Regions from separate parts of the Sus scrofa genome. Here region 2 is linked to region 1. A link is a contact called in public Hi-C data. All regions are on one chromosome and are shown on one strand. The core of a region is the stretch at or near the end of the contact, and the rest is flanking DNA. Distances in the headings are between cores, read along the strand shown.

What was found. Hi-C and Micro-C count contacts between places; a contact is called where the count stands out from the background.
Region 2: a Hi-C map of liver shows a contact between it and region 1, with 2.0 times the contacts expected there. The contact joins two enhancer-like sites. A contact is called at or near these places in 1 of 5 promoter capture datasets (liver), 26 of 47 Hi-C or Micro-C datasets (adipose tissue, alveolar macrophages, blood and 16 more) and 2 of 2 datasets of contacts at active chromatin or transcription factors (alveolar macrophages and skeletal muscle).

The regions. Positions count from the first base shown.
Region 1 is chr16:6,011,923-6,014,663 of Sscrofa11.1, forward strand. MYO10 (unconventional myosin-X) reads right to left here. Exons shown (of 41, transcript XM_005672397.3): 6 at 1,356-1,480; 7 at 855-868; 8 at 663-747; 9 at 1-76. Among named protein-coding and RNA genes, the nearest start is that of MYO10, 130 kb to the right of the region's middle. Within about 2 kb of position 1,444, at least 5 of the 83 cell types and tissues checked have an H3K27ac peak or open chromatin away from gene starts, as enhancers often do. A contact at or near this core is called in liver, where this site is marked.
Region 2 is chr16:6,359,922-6,362,648 of Sscrofa11.1, forward strand. No RefSeq gene overlaps it. Among named protein-coding and RNA genes, the nearest start is that of BASP1, 23 kb to the right of the region's middle. Within about 2 kb of position 1,355, at least 2 of the 83 cell types and tissues checked have an H3K27ac peak or open chromatin away from gene starts, as enhancers often do. A contact at or near this core is called in liver, where this site is marked.

The sequences.
Region 1 (2,741 bases), core at 194-2,693:
TTGATTGTCTTGTCTGCTACACATCCAGATTGATTCAAGTAGTGGTAGTTTTCTGGCACAGATAAATAAAATTCTTCTACAAAAAGGAAAAGAAAAACACAACCTCAGTCCTTGACTGGCCAAGATCAGACAAAACTGAAAACAGTGGTCACCCTGCAACTTTGAAAAATAAAATACAAAGATAATTCCATGCTCTTAATCATTAACTATTAAGATAAAATGTTTTCTCTTAACCATCACCTAGGGAAAATAGAATTATTAAATTAGATGGGATGGAAAACATTACTGAAGAAAAAACTGATGAAGACCCTGTTTAGATTGTTTTTAAACACCAGATGTTCAGAAATCAGCTTCTTTTGGGTGTGACTTAAAAGGAAAACCAGTTGTAATACACAGTATATTTTTCACAAATATCCTTTAAATCAGAAAAGAACAAAGACTACAAAACAAACCAAACATTTCAAGATTTCCCTATGGAAGATTTTCCCTCTCCATGATCTGGCTCTAAATGAATGCAGCATCTTGGTTAATCTCATACACTTCCTTTCAACTGGTGGAATGTCAACAAAGTCTAAATGGATGTCTTCTCATTTCCAGATGGTTTTTAAAGTGAAAATGAGCTGCTAGCACGTATGTCTCTACTGTTTGTCCCGTCCACTCACCTCTCTCTTCGTGTTCTAGCCCTGCCAGCAGTGCATAGAATACGTGGTAATTCCTTTCCCCGGGGTTTTGCCTTACTACTCGGTTCTGTGAAGATAAATCAGAGATGCTTCCTCTGCATAATGAACACAAACCAATAATTGCCGAAAACTGTACTTGCAGAAGAGACGGTGAATTACATCACATTTACTTACCTTTTCTAATAAATCTTCATGTGAAACGCAATGGCAAGTCAAGGAACAAAACAAGGATGTGGCACACTCAACGCATCTTTAGTTTTCTATTCTTTCTTTCTTACCCAAATCATTACAGATCCCTCTTTCTTGGACATGGAGATTTCCAGTGCCAAAAGATAAGCAAACAAAACACAGAGTATTTTATCAAAATCCTATTTCGAACAGGATACATGTGCCCTAGGAAGTATCAAACTATTTGACAGACTTGGTTTCAAACAACAAAGAGCTGATGCTGGAAGAGGAGTCCGAGTCTTCAGATTAGGGACGTGCTAGCAGAGGTTCCCCAAAGAAAGATGGGTCCTCGTCTCCCACAATAATTAACAGGTCAAGCACAATAATAATGGAGCAGCAACTAGGTACAACCAGGAAGGTTTCACATTCTGTCCTTAGACAAGAAGGAACAGTTTCTGCGTAGATAGTCAACATACTATGGACAAAACCTAAAATGAAACAGGATACAATCTACAATTCTCCCGCCCTGAATATTTCCCTTCTGGCAGATGTTCAGCTGAACAAACTTCCCGAAGCGACTGGAGTTGTTGTTGTACACGGTCTTGGCGTTGCCAAAGGCTTCCATGATGGGGCTGTGAAAGAAGCCGGGACAGCAGTGAGTGCTACTTCGGAGAGACTGAAAACCAGCGATTGCATCCCTCACCAAGAGCAAAGCAATTACAAGAGGAATTTGAAATCAAAGGGACCTATAGCCACTGAAGAGCCAGATTTTCTCAGCACTTGCTGAAATGGGTTTACAATGTCCATTTTGAGGGACAGAGCCCACAGCTGGTTGTCCAGGCACAGGATGCTACACAGAGTCAAGGAGACCTTGACAGCTGGGCTCTGCACACATCAGCTTATACACACAAGCCAAGGGTTGCTCAGAAAAAGGCCCCACTTGAATTCCAGGAACTGAAAAAGTCTCAGTCCTAGAAATTTCATCCATGTGTTGTATGTCCCCATCTCACTTCCCTGGGTCTCCTCCAACCGTAAAATGTGGTCAGACTAGGTTGGGGGTCAGCCTTTTTTTTCTGTAAAGGACCAGAGAATAAATGGTTCTAGCTTTGCAGGCCACATGGTCCATTTCAACTACTTGGCTCTGTCACTACAGATTGAAAGCAGCCATAAATAATACCCCAAAGAGTGTGTCTGCATTCCTATAAAGTTTTATGTACTTATTTAATGGGGGTTTTTTTTGTTTGTTTTTGTTTTTTTTGCTTTTTAGGGCCACACCTGTGGTATATGGAGGTTTCCAGGCTAGGAGTTGAATCAGAGCTACAGCTGCCAGCCACAGCCACAGCCACTATGATCTGAGCTGTGTCTGCGACCTACACCACAGCTCATGGCCACACGGGATCCTTAACCCACTGAACATGGCCAAGGATCAAACCTGCATTTTCTTGGATACTAGTCAGATTTACAATCCGCTGAGCCACAACAGGAACTCCTATATAAAGTTTTATTTATAAAAATAGGCTGCAGGAAGACTATGAAAACACTCTAGAGACAGATGGTGGTAATGGTTGCACAAGAGTGTGGATGTGCTTAATGCCACTCAGCTGGACACTGAAAAATATTTCCAGTTACACAGGGTATGTCATGCAATTTAACATACCATTTCACCACAATTTTCAATAAATTTTGAGAGCTAAAAAAAAAAACAAAATCAAAAGAGGCTGCAGGATATGGGCATCAGGCTGGAGTCTGCTGACTCCTGGACTAGTTGCTAAATAAGAGGACATGTAAAGCTCGTCTTGGTGCTAAACTCGTACAGGGCACCAACCAGACACTGTGCAATTACAAACATTAATTCGAATTTTAGAGGATAGGACGGCACAGCCCTCTTTCATA
Region 2 (2,727 bases), core at 105-2,604, 350 kb after region 1:
GGCTCTTTGCCGTGAGCTGTGGTGTAGGTCACAGACACGGCTTGGATCCCCCATTGCTGTGGCTGTGCTGTAGGCTGGCAGCTGCAGCTCTGATTCCACCCCTAGCCTGGGAACTTCCATATTCGCAGGTGTGGCCCTAAAAAATAACTAACTAACTAAATAAATATGGAGTTAGTTTAATGAAAAAGTCACATGTCCTTTTTAAAAAAAGTGTCAGAACACACGTGTCTGGCCTCTGGCCCCCCACTTCATTTGTCTTGGCTCCATTTGCTGTAGTCACAAAGAAGCCACTCTTGACTTTTTATGGCCGGGGACCATGTCCCCCTGGAGATCATGACCTCCCTCAACTGCAGGCAGCTGGTGATCTCAGATGCATTATGAAATTAAATAACTTCTCCTAAATCTAACTTTAAAGTTTCTCCAAGTCCCCTAAATTTTCTTGCCTGTGATTATCTAGCAGGGGTGATGGGGTCCGGGGCGAGGGGGGAGGTGGGGGGAGGACACTGTCAACAGAGCAAGTGCAGTGTGACAATTGCAAGACGGGCCTGTCTTCTGTGACCTGACCTCTTGGTTCACATTCCCATGCAAGTTCACCTACTTTCACCTTAGTACAGGGCCAAATCTGGATACCAAGAGTCAGCTACTTTTTAGCTTCTGCTGCCAGAAAATGGATTTTTTTTTTCCTTTTACAAAATGTGAAAATGTGGCTTCTTATTTTGCGAAGGCAATTCGCTTTTGACACCATTAATGAAGTGACTCGAATTTATCCAAGCTGATCAAAGGTTCGGCGTTCATTCTTGTCCGCCTTGACTGCAGTGCCCCCTAGTGGCTCCTTTGATAACAAAGTTCTCTGGGTTGATTGCTTTACAGAAACAAAAGAATACATTTTAGCAAATTCGTTTTCCAAAGTGAGTTGGTGGGGTTTTTTTTCGGGGGGGGGGGTTGCCAGCTAAACTTCACCTCAATACATGACCACATTATGCATATATAAATCTTCTGATTGTTCACATGAAATTCTCTACAAATGTGTTCCCTTTCCTTGTTTAAGGAAAGAGGGGAGAGGGGAGGGAGGAATAATAAAATGGTCACAGACGAAATGAGCATAAGGGCTTTTGAATTGTGGTTGGTAACATGATATCTGTCTATAGAAAACTGAAATGTGAAAATACAGCTATAGTGAAGTTTTAAAACTGAGATTATCATGACTAAACAATTTTAAAAGCAGGATAAGGATATGAATTCATTCAGCCAGCATCTGACCTCTCTTTTCTGCCAGACTTGTGACAAGTGTGTGTGGCGGAAACAGCAGGTCCCAGATAAAGGCCACTTTCTTGCTGCTTTGCATAAATGTGTTCTGCCTGTGACTTTATCCCATTTTATTCATCTCAGACCCGGATCTCCAGCTGCCCTGCATGCCCCCTGTCCTTGGGGTGGCGGTGAAGGCCTTGGCCTCACTTCCTTGCTCTGTAGCTTCGAGGAGGCTGCTCAGTGGGCAGCAAGTCAAGGGATTCAAGTAAGGTTTCTCTTGTTCTCGGAAACAGATTTGGGGCTGAGGGGGTGGTTTTCAAGGCTTCTCTGAAGTAATTGTAAAGATATTGCAGAGAGGGAGTTCCCGTCATGGCTCAGTGGTTAACGAATCCAACTGGGGACCATGAAGTTGCGGGTTCGACCCCTGGCCTTGCTCAGTGGGCTAAGGATCTGCCGTTGCTGTGAGCTGTGGTGTAGGTCACAGATGTGGCTCGGATCCCGCGTTGCTATGGCTCTGGTGTAGGCCGGTGGCTACAGCTCCGATAAGACCCCTAGACTGAGAACCTCCATATGCCGAGGGAACAGCTCCAGAAAAGGCAAAAAGACAAGAACAAAACAAAACAAAAAAACTCGAGATATTGCAGAGATTCCCAGGTTTCGAGATTTGACAAGCCAAAAAGGAAAGAGTTTTATGGAGGACTTAGGAGTTCCTGTTGCACAGTGGAAACGAATCCTTCTGGGAACCATGAGGTTGCGGGTTCGATCCCTGGCCTCGTTCAGTGGGTTAAGGATCTGGTGTTGCCGTGAGCTGTGGTGTAGGTTGCAGGCGCAGCTTGGATCCTGCGTTGCTGTGGCTGTGGCATAGGCTGGTGGCTACAGCTCCGATTAGACCCCTAGGAACCTCCATATGCTGTGGGTGCAGCCCTAAAAAGACAAAATGAATAAATATATAAATGGAGGATTTTAAAAAAGATTGCTAATTAAAAAAAGTCCCCAACCAATAGCATTAAAAGTAATCATTAAACAACTACTATCCACATTAGTTCACAAAAGAGAGAACAATTAAATATAAAAGATAAGACAATTAAAGAAAGCCATTTCTTGCCAGGGAAAATGTGGTTTTCTTTTTCTTTCCTGAACTTTTTAAAAATTTTAAATGATTTTTATTTTTTCCATTATAGCTGCAGCATATGGATGTTCCCAGACTGGGGGTCGAACTGCAGCTGCAACTGCAGGCCCACATCACAGCCGCAGCAACACCAGATCCAAGCCCCATCTGTGACCTATTCCAAAGCTTGTGGCAACACCTTAAACCACTAATGGAGGCCGCATCCTCATGACACCATGCGGTGCTCTTAACCCACTGAGCCATAATGGAAACTCTGAAAATGTGGGGGTTTTTTTTTTGTTTTTTGTTTTTGTTGTTGCTGTTGCTGTTGTTGTTGTTGTTGCTATTTCTTGGGCCGCTCAGGCGGCATA